Regions from separate parts of the Danio rerio genome. Here region 2 is linked to region 1. The links are chromatin contacts, called in public HiCAR-type maps. All regions are on one chromosome and are shown on one strand. The core of a region is the stretch at or near the end of the contact, and the rest is flanking DNA. Distances in the headings are between cores, read along the strand shown. Region 1 holds the start of ftr83 (finTRIM family, member 83). Region 2 holds the start of ube2g1a (ubiquitin-conjugating enzyme E2G 1a (UBC7 homolog, yeast)).

Region 1 (7,149 bases), core at 2,715-5,214:
AGCTGGAAGGGCTTCCACTGTGTAAAACGTCCTGGATAAGTTGGTGGTTCATTCTGCTGTGGCAACCCCTGCTTAATAAAGAGACTAAGCTGAAAAGAAAATTAATAAATGTATGACATCAGTGGCCTGTTTTTCTATTCATTAGATGTCATGAAACTTTGCCTTTTGAAGTGAGTGAAAATCAGGGAAATATTCAGCAAATTTGAATTTTTGCTTAAAGTGGGAGCTCTGTGTTTAAAGTCAAGCATTTATTTAAAAAAGTTTTAAATAGGGGTGATGTAATACTTTAAAATAGTGGAGAAGATGGGAAAATGATTGAGCAAAATGTGCAATAAATAAATAAATAAAACTGAATTCCAGCTTGTTAGCTACTGTATCCTCTTGTCTCATCTTTTTGGATCTAGTAAAAAATAATTATTAAAAAACAAATTGTGTTGTTACTTTTCTTAGCTGGGCTATTTGTTATTACATTTATTAAACATCATAAGATTTTAAGTAGATCCCATATCAAGATAATGTAATGTGTATTTACTGTATATAGCGCATGTATTGTGTATGGCCTTGCACCCAAAGTGCTTCACAATCATGAGAGGGGTCTCTACACACCACCACCAGTGTGCAGCATCCACTGATGAGACAGCAATCATAGGACAATGGCACCAGTGCACTGACCACACACCAGCTTGGTAGAGTGGATAGATTGTTCAATTCGGTGGTTGAGGATTGGCGAGGCATGGTCGGTAAGGGCAGATGAAGGAAATTTGACTGGTACACCGGGGTTACACTCCTACTCTTTACGAGACATGCCATGGGATTTTAAATAATCACAGATAGTCAGAACCTCGGTTTAACATCTCATCTGAAAGATGGGATAAGATAATCTGTAACTGAGGTGATATCGTTAGCGACTCATCACCAGCAGCCACATCACCCTTGGACCTTGGACTACAACCCCGATCACCATCATCTGCATTATAATCCCCACACTTTTTACACGCTACAAATAAAAATCCCTTCTCTTTTCAATCACCGTCCGGTCTACTGTTTACCAACCTGAACTTACCAGATGAGCTTTTGCTCTGGATTCCAGCTACTTTTGCATTCCTTGCTCAGCGTTTTACAAAAGACTCATTTCCAGACAAGAACCATACCAACTATAATACTTACCTTCTCTGCACTCTATTGACATTGTTGCATAAATTATCTGGTTTTGCACCTATCCCTCATGTATTCTCCTGTGTATAACATGACGGATACAGGTTTAGTGGATGAACAATCATTAATCTGATTTGAATGCAACTTTAGTTGTATATAAAGTCCTTCAAAACTTAATTCAGGTAGATGGTGGTCATTTATGATAATTAATTCAAACTATGTATAAAGTAAGCAGTTAAACTGAAAGTGTTTCAGCTCTCCTCATGCTACAACCATCCTGGCTATCACCAACTTATTTACACAGTCCATATGTTTGGTTGCTAAAGGGCTTTTAATATGAAACACTCTTCATAGTCTTTCAAGGAGAGAGGAAAAAACCCAAAGTACACTTATCCTCCCTCCAAATAAATAACCCTCCTAGCTTTGATGGCGTGTGCCAAAGGTCACTATATACTTGGTCTCAAAGCGCTCATCCATCACAGCACTCCTCCGCAGTGGAGTGCTATACCTAATGTTGAGGTGTCTGCCAGCCCCTAAAACTACTCATAAATGCTCCACCGATGAGATCATAGCTTGCCAACAGACGCAGTAGTCACAAGACAAGCTTTATCAAGGATAACAGAAATGCATGTGCAAGTAAAATGAGCTTATTTATGATGCAAGAGTGCTTTTCTATTCCAAATAAAACCTGCAATCAACCACAATCAAACCACAGTCTTTTAAACTATTATATAACCTAATATTATTATTAAATTTAGACCATGTTAGACCACAGTGTTAATATTAGGCTAGATTTTGGTCGTGATTTTGGTTGTGGTGACCAAAATTCAATGACTAGTCGGCGTCCAAGGACAATGTTATTTTGATGTCCAATAATGACATCAAATGACGTTGACATTTGGTTGATTTTAGGTTGTGTTGGAAAGTAACCAAAATCCAACTTCGATCCAACATCTTAAACCAACGTCATATTGAAGTCAAATACTAACATTTATTCATCAGGTATGGGAACCAAAATCCAACGTCTGATAGACATCATAGTGGTAACGTCCACTCAACATTAAGCTCATTGGACATTGTTACTTGGTTGTTTTTAGGTTGAGCTTGAAAGTGACCAAAATCCAACGTCTGTCCGGCATTGGAATTTGGAAATTTTCACCCAAAATGCAATGTCCCCATGACACTTGTGTACAATGGCAATCTGACGTCATGTTGACATCCTACCTAAAAATCCTACCTTGTCCAGATTCTGCACTTTTTTACCCAGAGGTTAAAAGTAACAAAAATAACTTTGTACAGATGATTGTTATTGTTGTTGTTGTTGTCGTTGTTATTATTAGTCCTGTTCCACGTTCTGTTGAAGAACAAAATATGTTTGTTCATTTAGGAGATGCTTTAATCCAAGGCAACTTACAAATTAGTTTAGCAGGTTTTTTTTTTATTAGCAGTTTTTATTATTATTAATATTCATTCATTTTCTTTTCGGCTTAGTCCCTTTATTATTCTGTACTTTCATAAAAAGGTACAGGGACTGTAACTAGGGCAGTACCTTTTCAAAGGGTACATATTTGTACCTGAAGGGTCCATATTAATACCTCAAATGTACTTTTTAGTTACATTTGGGTACTAATATGGACCTTTTAGGTACCACTGTGGACTCTTTGGTACAAATATGTATCTTTTAAAAAAGGTACTGCCCCAATGACAGCTCCTGTACCTTTATTTCTGAGCGTGTGGGGTCGTTAGTGTGGAATGAACCGCCAACTTATTCAGCATATGTTTTTATGCAGCAGATGCCCTTCCAACTGAAACCCATCACTGGGAAACACCCATACACTCTCATTCACACACATACACTATAGACAATTTTAGAATGGTGGGGGAAAGCGGAGCACCCAAAAGAAACCAACGCAAGCATGGGGAGAACAAGCAAACTCCACACAGAAATGCCAACTGACCCAGCCAAGAATCGAACCAGCTACCATCTTGCTGTGAGACGATCGTGCTACCCACTGTTCCACCGTGGTGTCTCTATTATTATTATTATTTTACATTTATTTATTTATTTATTTATTTTTATTGTTGTATTTTTTTTTATTATTATTTAGTTCTTGTAACAGTGTTTGTAGGAAAGTATATGGTGCATATAGAGAGGAAAGAATGTTTTCTACAGAACCTAGTGGTTCAGTGTTGACCTTGTGAACAAACAAAGTAATGCAAACAAATTTAAAGCACACATCCAAAGTTTGTACATGCATAGCAAAAATCAGGCGGCATGCTTACAGTATATGCATACTCTTCTCATAATTAAATAAAAGCTTTGGCATACTTTAAGATTAAATTGCCTTCATCAGCATCTGTAGTTCCATAAAGAACCTTTAACATCTATTAAATCTTTCTACTGCACAAGAGGTTCTTTATAGTGAAAAGGTTTCTGTAGATTATTCAATTGTTTTATACACTAAGACTAAGACTACTTCTTTTAAGAACTATTCACCAAAAGATTCTTCAAGAAACCCATTGATTCTTGAATAGAATTGCGGCAACACCCAACCTTTATTTTAACAAATGTACAGTCCTTCAACTCTCAAGAAATGTTATGCCCTGAGATCATACATTTCCTCCATGCTTGTCTTCTTCACTGTCATCATGTTCATTGACATCTGGCAATACATGTTTCTTCTTTCTCTCAATTGCTCTCCTCACCTGTGCCTCAGCCACTCCCCCATTCATCTGCTGGTTTCTGCATAACCAGTTTAGACTCCCTCCCTGTTTACTCTATATAACTCGCTGTTGTGGCACTCCTGACTCACTTTTCCTGTCTCGCACACAAACGTACATTTCCTCTTCTGAGGTCTTTGGGGATTTAACCATGTCGTATGACCAGGACCTCTGTTACCTCTGCAAGGAAGACTTCAGGGACCCAGTTTCCATCCCATGCGGTCACGTTTTCTGCTCTCTCTGCATCAAGACCTACTGGGATCATGCAGATCAAACTGGACAATATGTGTGTCCCCAGTGCAGGGTCACCTACAACAAGAGGCCCAGCCCACGCCGCCTTCAATCCTCACGTTCATCTTCAACTCTGAGAAACTCAGATGGCTTCCCACCAGCACCTCCGTCCCCTGACTACAACTATGCTGGACCCCAAGATGTGGGATGTGACATCTGCATCGGGAAGAAACTTAAAGCTGTCAAGTCCTGCCTGATGTGTTTGGCTTCTTACTGTGAGAAGCACCTGAAGCCCCATTATGAATCGTCCACCTTCAAACGTCACAAGCTGGTGGATGAAATCGGACACTTGGATCGTCAAATCTGCCCTCAGCACCAGAAAGGTCTGGAGCTTTATTGCCGGACTGACCAGATGTGTATCTGCGTTTTGTGTACCGTGAAGGAGCACAAGGGTCATGACATGGTGTCCGCTGAACAGGAAAGGGCGGAAATGCAGGTAAGATCATGTCACAAGCTATACCAAAGTGCATTTGCAATCATATTTTTACCTTCAGAAATGTTATGCCGGTCAATCTGTTTTGGCAACAGATTAAATGGTGATAAATGCCAGTGAATGTAACAGTATGGAAGACCTTCCACCAGCTGTATGAAATACTGCACCTATTCATGCTAAAAACAGTATGTCTGGATATGCTAGACTGAGTGTAAGAATTGCCAACACCCCCCTTAAACAAACATGTGCAGTGAGGGCTCTCCACCCAAAGAGAAGACGAGGAAATGAGGCATGCTTTAGAAATGGGTTTATTATTAACAGTAAAAAAAAATGCATAGTGAGTTATAGACAAAGCTGGGATTCATTGCTAAAGAAGATTTTATTTTATAAGTAATGAAGAAATGAATTAATAAGCTTTAGAATGATGACAATGTTGCTCAAATAGTTGCGTAATCTGTCAAGGAGTGACTGAATTGTCATTTGGAAGTGGCTGTGGTGTGGAAGGATGTTGTATTTGTGACTTTCCTTTTTCGGTACACCTCATTGTCTTAAATTTGTTGTTTTTAAATGTTCTTAGCAACGGCTGGGCGCCACCCAAGCTGAGATCCAGGAGAAGATCCATGACAGAGTCAAGCAAATGGAAGAGTTAAAACAGGCTGTGGATGCTCTTAAGGTTTGTAAAACAATAATTAGTAAGGGTCACACTTTATTTTAAGTTACAATTCGAACTAATAACAAACTATTAATTTAGACGTTTTGGTCAATTAAGTACTAATTTGCTGCTTATTATTAGTTTGTAAGGTAGTAGTTGGGTTAAGGTATTGGATTAGGGATGTAGAATAAAAATAAGTACTAATAAACAGCCAATATCTTAATAATAAGCAGGTAAATGGTAACTAATAGTGGGAATTAGTACAAAATGTTACCAAAGTAATCACATAAAATAAAAATAATTTTTTTTTTGCAGTATTTGCAGATTTTTTTATTGTTTTTTCTTATTCAGAATTAAGCAGGTATACTTTGTAAACAGACGTGTGTGTACCATAGAAAGGATTATGAGTTTCCAATATTTAAGAAAACCTGTTGATTTGTTCTTCCAGAACTCAGCTCAAAGGGCCTTGCAGGAAAGTGAAAAGATGTTTGGCGACATGCTTCGTTCCATTGAAAGAATGCAGCAGGAAATGACCAAACTCATCTCCACCAATAAAAAAGCTGCGCTGAACAATGCTGAGGGCCACATGGAGCGTCTGGGGCAAGAAATTGCAGATTTGAAGAGGAGAGACGGTGAACTGACGCAACTCTCTCGCACCGAGGACCACATCCACTTCATCCAGGTGACTGACACAAAATATATTATCACTGAGCATAAGCACAATGTGCAGTTTGACAAGCGATGAAATTAAATACTATGCAAACTATTCTCTTTTTCCACATAGAGAAGATATTGAAACCCGTTCTGTTTGTTTTTTCAGAGTTATCATATGCTGATAGCCCAGACTGATGCTGAGGAGCTGCCGTCTGTGACTGTGAACCCTTACTACTCCTTCGGCCCTGTTACCAAGGCTGTTTCTGAGATGAAGCAGCATCTAAATGAGTTCAGCAATGAAGAGCTGGTCAAAGTGGCAAAGACAGGTATGTAGTCTAGTTGTAAAGCATTTTTTGGATCCAACATAGAATTGAATATAGTGTTCAAACACAGTCTTGCTTTATTTTAAACATTGTGTCATGTCTATTTTAAATACTTTATATATTTTTTTCTTGGGAATGATTAAACAAATCACATGTTCTCTCATTCATTATATTGAGATTATTAAATATTAAACCGGCCTTCTTTAAAACTCTCAATTCTTTTCCAGTTAACAAAATGCCTTTCTGCCAGCTGGAGGAACGCAAGAAGAAAAATGAGGAACGCAAAAAGAGTATGAAGGGTAAGTTAATGAAAATAATGAGAAACTTTAGCTGTCCCGCTGTTTGCTTTGTGCAGAATAGCTGGAATTTTGGAATGGCATTTGTCAAAAGCTAGTGTTGGGCTCCAAGAAATGGGTTGCCTGTTGCTAAGCAATGATCTTAAGCCTAGCATAACATTAAAAATACATAATTATTAGACGCTCTCCTCTCTGAAATGCACACACACATACATAATGGATGTTTTAATTTGGCTTTCAGTTGCATGTACACTGCAAAATCTGGCATCTGTTGGATTCTTACAGAATAAAAGCAATCAACTATTGAGAAATACTGTAAAAAGTAATCTTCTGAAATATTGGAGTTTAAAACTGGTCACACTTTATTTTGATGGTCCGTTTGTTGAATTTAAGTTACATTGCATCTACATGCCAACTAATTCTCATGAGATTATAAGTAGACTGTTAGGTTGGGGTTAGGGTTTGAGTTAGTGTAAGTTGACATGTACTTGCAAAGTTTCATACAGTCAGTTAAATGTCTGTTGAAGGAGACAACAGACAAAGTATATTAACTTTTAGCATCATTATTCATTAATCCTTCTAATATACTACTCAAGAAATAACTTACTATTATTATCTGTTTTA
Region 2 (7,149 bases), core at 3,237-5,736, 250 kb after region 1:
GCTAACGCCAGTACATGAGGAAGGAGACCAGAGTTTTGTTTTAATGGAAGCCAATAGCAGAGAGGCATCACTTTACAGAATAAACAGCTTTTGTGAGGAAATTTGTTTTAAGTTACTGCAGGCACTTGTTAGTACCTTATAAATCCTAATTCACCTAACTAGGTTTGGTTGCTTTTTTTAAAAGTAAGGTTTACTAATTGGATTTACAGTAAGAGTTTAAATGTAGGCCAACATGAAATCTGGGCTTGCAGAAAATTTGCAAATTCACACAGATTTTTGAGCCCATCATTCAATCTCTTTATTTATATGTGAATGTTTATTAGTTTTTATTTTAATTTCAGTAGTAATGTTAGCTATATGCAAATGTTTTGATTTAGTTAGTACAATACAATTTGTAAAATACCTTTTTAAGTCTTTTGGATGTATTACAGGGCTGACTGTTTATATATATATATATATATATATATATATATATATATATATATATATATATATATATATATATATATATATATATATGTCACCCATTGGCTTTTCATGCGCTCACTATGTCTGCTTCTTCTTAATTTTTCCCACACATTGTGTTATGTCCAGGACTGGTGTAATTTGTTGTTACTTGCTTGTTTTAAATGAGTAAATAACACAAATCATTCAAGGAAACGGATTGCTACAAACCATTTAAGTTAAAATCTTATCTAATATATATACACTTTCAGTCAAAAGTTTAGGGTCAGTTTTTTTTTTTTTCATTTTTTTTTTAAGAAAATCATTTTGTTCATCAAGACGGCAATTATTATAAAATGTTAAATTGTTGAATACTTATTACTTTTTATTTATTAGCTGCTTACTTATGTAGTTTCAAATGAAGTTATAACTCCAGTCATTATTGTTTTTATAACTATTAATACTATTAATAATAACTACTACAAATATATACTATAATATTAATAATAACTACTTTTCAACAGTTATTTTATAGTGCCATAACGTTTCACAATCTTACAGTTCGTACTGTATTTTTGATGAAAAAGTACAGCCTTGATGAGCAGGAGAACCTCATTTTAAAACATTTTTAAAAATTTATATTTTTATTTGTTAGTTTTTCAGCTCCTATGCTCTCAAAATCTATCTGCATAAATCCACAGATCTTTTCCACGAAATTCCATGCAGAAATACCAAAAAAGGTCTGGTCCTGACATGCTATTAAAAAATTATAAAAAGCGTCTATGTTATAGTTGCTGTAAAAACATGACTGCGGATATACAGTAGATGCAGCTACTTGGCAGTGTGCACATTTCCTGGTAGCAAATTCAAGGCAAATGATGCCTTTTAATCATAATTGTCTTTCGGGGGAGGGGGATTTACACTACAAGACACCTACAGTTTATGAGAATGGAATGTAGACCGGAACTTGTTATCTTGAAGATGGTTGTGATCTTGCTGGTTGCACCCAGCAAGCTGTCTCGTTTCCATCCTAACCCACAAACTGGTGTTATTTTAGACCTATGATGACCCTATATTAACACAGGAAGAGCACTTTACTTTAAAATGTCTTACCCACTGACTGACTCTTTAAACTGAACTCATATACATGTGTTTTACTCACTCATATCAAATTATGAAGAAAGCTTTTATTTTTCATCAGACTTCAGGGTTCAGTTCAGGTCTGAGATCCTCAGCGGACTACCAACAATGCCACTGTTGTGATGTTTATCAGAGTATGACCACAGCAGGACAATGCCATATATTTGTTCAGCTTTTGACTCAATTTGGAATGAAGCAGACTTGACAATGAGACTGATTCATTTTTTGCATCATAACACCTCGACTATTTTCATAATGTAAATGTAAAATGACTTACGCTTCAGCTTATGTGCTCCAATGTCTCTTCTAATCCATCTTTTCTGTTGTCTGTCTTTCTTCTCTCACTTTCTGTCTTTTTTCTGTGTTCGTTGAGATGTCACAACAGAAATGCATTCCTGTGTGAGTACAGCACGCTGCAGGGTTATCAAGTTAGAATCAAGCCCCGCCCCCTTTCCTCTGGTCACATGCAGATGAACAGTTCCTCCTTGTTGCATTATACACCACAAACCCGTAGATTTTCATCTATGCACTCACATCATGCTTTCTGCTTTGCATCGATCTGTTACCCAGTTTTGCCAGGGTGTTTGGCATTATGTTTCAGGCTAATGTTCTGAACACCAGGACAAAGGTCTTGCAGACAGAGCTGCTGGAAAATCCACACCCGTGAGGGAACTTTCTCAAATGGAAACCTAATCTTGTGTTGTCTGATAAACTCTGTAAAGTTTATGGCTTTTTATGTAGTAGATTGATCATTCCAAGCTATAATCGGGTGTGCTGCAGTACTTCCCACTCTACAGTTTTCAATTTATTTATTTTTCTCATGGTTGCTTTTTAATTTAAATGAGAAACTTGGCGAAACTGTGGTGCTTCCATTATGATGCAAATGTTGCCATTCTTGTGAAATTCTCTGCCGAACCACTTCTCTAAAACAAACAGTCATTCATTGTAGCACACGTAAAATATATTTTACAGTATGTAAAATGGGCGACACGATGGCTTAGTGGTTAGCACTGTCACCTCACAGCAAACTTGCTGGTTTGAGTCCCGACTGGGTCAGTGGGCATTTCTGTGTGGAGTTTGCATGTTCTACCTGTGTTGGCATGGGTTTCCTCCAAGTGCTTCAGTTTCCCTCACAGTCCTAAGGCGTGTACGTGAATTGAAGAAGCTAAATTGGCCGTGGTGTATCTGTGTGAATGGATATTTCCCAGGACTAATTTGCAGCTTGAAGAGCATCCGCAAGTTGGCGGTTCATTCTGCTGATGGATAATGGGACTAAGCTGAAGGAAAATGAATGAATGAATGAATGAATAAATGAACGAACGAACGAATGAATGAATGAATGAATGAATGAATGAATGAATGAATGAATGAATGAATGAATGAATCTACATATACACAATATGTAAAATTTTTACCTAAAACCACTGACCTGTCATCATGTCTTTCGTGTATTTCAAATAATGATTAAATGTTTTGCATGTGTGTTGTTGCATGCACTATAAATTATTATTTGATGTGGGTTGCCATAATAACAAAGTTTATGGATTTTGATTAAATAAACAAGAAGTTAGACACATAATAAACTGAAATTAAATTAGAGTCACTATTCAGAACATAATATCATTTGCAAGCCATTTATATTTAGTTGAAAGTTGTTGTCATTGAAAGTACAGCGGTATTCAACCACAGTAAAGACTAAATAAGACAAAAAAAATCATGTTTAAGGTCTTTATTGTGCAGTTTCTCTGACAAGATGTACACTGCAGGTCAGATATTTGGGGATATTATGATTTGTCAGGGTTTTTGAAAGTCTTTGCTGTTCATTGATAATGTAATTGATGTAAAATGTAAGAAATTGTATTTATTTCTGTAATTCGAAACATTGTCACTCCAGTCTTCTTGAATTATTTTGGTCTTCAATCATTACTACTGGTTCTCATTTTATCAGTTCAGAACTAAATGTTTCTGCTAATTTTAGTGGATATTTTAACTTAAAAAAAAAACACACACACATACACACACACACACACACACACACACACAATTGAACTGAAGTATAATGTTTTGAAACCTAAATATATTTACTGTCACATGTAATTAATTTAATGTATCTGTGAAAATGATTTGAATTGTGCTCTTACTCTTGTACTCTTAATATACGACTGTTTCCATAAAAATAAATGAACATTGATAACAATCAGAAAAAAAATATATTCAGCAGCAAATCAGCCTATCAGATTGATCCCTGAAAGATAATGCAACACTGGAAACAAGTAATAACAGCAGACATTTCTGCATTGACTTTGAATTAGTCAATTGACTTTTGTTTGAAAGTCAAATTGAGAAGTTGTTTTAACTAAAAACTGCATTTCAAAGTTTTTATTTTTATTTTACTTTTGTCCTGATGAGCAAAAGAGACGTCTTTCGAAAAAAAATGTTTTCAAATAAAATGTTTTTATCACGCTAGTAAGAAATACACAACCAAGACGTTAAAGTGTCATGAACGGTTATGAGAGCTGTGTGTAAGTGGATGATTCTCATAAGGATCGCCTCTATCACACATTTTGACTTTTATTATTACGCTGTACTGTCTCCTAGTGGTTGAATGACACTGTACTGTCCTCAACAATCAATTTTCTCTAATAAAAATGGCACTTGCGAAAAGAAAAAGCAATAATAAATGTATGATTACAGATTTTCGCTATAACGAGACAATTGATTAGACTCACCTACAACGTCACTAAAGTGATAACATAATTAATCTCGCAGTCAATGCCATCGCCGTTTGTTAAAAAACAAGCATATTTGTTTCTGACATGCGCGAATCCTCCGCCCATAAGTACCCTGGAGCACACTCTCGCCGCGGCCTCGCGGAGAGCAGAGCGCATGCGCATACCGCATCAGAATGTTGAGCAAAACGGACTAGAACAGAGACGGGAAGACGCGCAAGCAAATTCAAACATATTTTTTCTCCTTGTCGAGGTGAACGTCTGTCGACCTAGAATATAACTTATAAAAACATGACGGAGCCCCAGTCAGCACTGTTACTCAGGAGACAGCTAGCAGGTAATATTTGAAGGCTGTTGGCGAAGGCAGGCTAACAAACCGGTGAACGTTTTAGCCAGCCAGTACACCCGAGACGGAGCATTTTAGCCGTTAGCCGCTAGTTTAGCCGCTAACAAGCGCTGTGTTTATCATACAGCATTAGTTAGCATGTTAGCAGCTAAAATAGCCGGCTAAAGGCAAGCCCCGTCGTCTTTTGTTATTTTAAAATGCTAGTTTTGTACTACTCTTGCTAAAATATCAACATGAGAGTTTTTCTAACATAATTAAAACAACAATACGCGCACGTTTGTTTAGTGTTATTCGGTTTATTCATGTCAACATAAGTGTCAGTCACTTTTTTCCGTATCACACCGGCGGGGCCGCTCTCGATCGGCTACCCCCGTGTTTTGACATCTGTGTCCGGACGCAGTTTCCGCAAGAGAACCAGTCATCTTATAAATGGAGGAAAAGTCTGTCATTGGTCCAATTTCTGCTCACTGTCTTATCGTTGTCCGTCAAACCAATAGTATTATCGCACGGTTTAAAGGTGAGATTTATAAGCCGTATATTGTGTGCCATTACCCCGCATCGGGTTGATCAAATCCCTTTGTTTTTCTAGGCTGGCTAGCAGGCTAAAGCTAACAAATTGATGGCTGCTGTTTGATCACCAGCTCACCGGTACAGCGAGAACTGGAGACCCATAGTCTCTGTCACCATAGACCTGTGCGGGAAATTGGCTCTTATTAGAGTCGTTATGAGTGTTTCCTATTGTTCTATGCCCAGCACACACACACTGAGCAATATGATCCGCGAGTGTCAGCTTTACTGAGCTCAACCAGAGGAGGATTTCTCCACTGGGCCCCATTTGCGCAGTGCAGCCAGTGAAGTGAGTTAGTTATAGGGGTCAAACTAGGCAGATTACCTGAGTTTGGGGGTCTGATGAGATCAATTAAAAAGCAAAACAACAGATCTGCTACATGACAGCTGTCTCTTTGCCACAGACAGCTCAAGCAACCCCATCCCCCCAAATTACTCATCTTACACACACATAAAAGCAACTCGCTTGTTTCTTTCCAAGGGTCGCAGGGTGAGCGGCACCCCGGGCCTGTCATGGCGTCAGGTTCTGCAGAGGCCCTGCGCTTGATTGACTGATTCAGGGGGTCAGGGGCTGTTTTGGTTGTCTCCTTTCAGAAGAACCAGCATGGTGAACTCATCAGCCTTGATCTAAACTCAGTGAACCCTTCGTGAGAACAAAAGCCTCACAACGTTCATTAATGTTGGCCCGTAAAAGATACGGGCCAGGAAAATGCGGGCACAACTTGTGTGATGTTAATGCCATGTGTAGAGAGGTTTTTTTTAGAAATCACTCAAAAATTACCTTTAATTTTTTACCCACCCCAAGCTATTAAACATGTTTTGAGACTTTAAGTTGAAAAAAAATTAAGGTTTTGGGTAAAAACATTGCAGCGTCTACTAGAGCCGTGTGATTAATCGAAATCTAATTGCAGTCACCATTTGAAATGTTGCGATTAGCTAATCACAAGAGGCTGTAATATGAAGATATATTTGTATATTTTTAATTCATTTATTTCCCGTCCAGAGCAAACGCGTGACTGCGTTTTTGTGACAGTCTTACTAGACAAATTAGTGAGCACAATTGAGTGATGAGTGTCTTGCTAAAAAGTCAATTGAAAGTATTGCCAGGGACACTCAATTTAGTAGCAAGCAACAGCATAGTACAACTGCAGAGTTGTTTCAGACATGTTAGTTTGCTGAGTGTTTTTTTTTTATTATTTATTATTATTGTTTGTATAGTACGCTACACTATCTCGCTAACTTAAGTTGAACTTGTTTACAGAAAGTTAAGGTCATTTGATTTACTGTTCTATCTTTGCATACTGTTTCATCTTTTTGTTTACTTTTTGTCCTGGGAGAGAGGTTGGCTTTTCTAGAGAAAAATTTGTGTTTAATTTCTAAATATTTAAAAATAAATTTGATTAAGTAAGTTAATATCTTTTCTGTTTCTTTTTTTTTTTTTAAATAACGCTCACTGCATTTTTCCTGAAAATTTAATACAACTACCAAATGGTTTAGTTGAACCCTGTTCACTAGCATTAGATGAAGAGTTGTTTCCTTTTCCCCAAAACCTTGGCTGAAGAAAGTCAGTCATACACTGGTTGAATGGACTGCAGGATAGTAAATAAATTATGTATTTTTTTGCCTTCAGATAATGTTCTGTTATTAAAAGCACTACTGTTATGTCACTTTATGCGCATGCTTTTGTAACTTGTGGGTTTTCTTTGCCTGTCAAGCTTTTTAACATACATTGACAGGAAATTCTCTGAAAGTGATTCCAATGATATTGTATATCTGTGGTGTTATTGTTAAATCTGCTGTGTGGACATCTCTCTTCTAATTGAATTTGAAGGGTTGGTAAACCTTTCTAGTAGTGGCTGTCATCCATTCTTGGTTTGAACAGCCCTTTATGCTATTTGTGTGATTGTTGCTTAGGGCTGGTCG

The links. HiCAR-type assays count read pairs that join an accessible place to other places.
Region 2: a HiCAR-type map of caudal fin shows a contact between it and region 1, with 3 times the contacts expected there. The contact joins the promoter of ube2g1a here to the promoter of ftr83 in region 1. A contact is called at or near these places in 2 of 4 datasets of contacts at active chromatin or transcription factors (caudal fin and embryo).

Annotation. Positions count from the first base shown.
Region 1 is chr5:31,355,201-31,362,349 of GRCz12tu, forward strand. ftr83 (finTRIM family, member 83) reads left to right here and starts at 3,965. Exons shown (of 8, transcript NM_001326489.1): 1 at 3,965-4,603; 2 at 5,178-5,273; 3 at 5,701-5,934; 4 at 6,073-6,232; 5 at 6,457-6,528. The coding sequence starts at 4,028.
Region 2 is chr5:31,600,177-31,607,325 of GRCz12tu, forward strand. ube2g1a (ubiquitin-conjugating enzyme E2G 1a (UBC7 homolog, yeast)) reads left to right here and starts at 4,487. Exons shown (of 6, transcript NM_199863.1): 1 at 4,487-4,650. The coding sequence starts at 4,605. spns3 (SPNS lysolipid transporter 3, sphingosine-1-phosphate (putative)) reads right to left here and starts at 1,985. Exons shown (of 13, transcript NM_001100036.1): 1 at 1,862-1,985.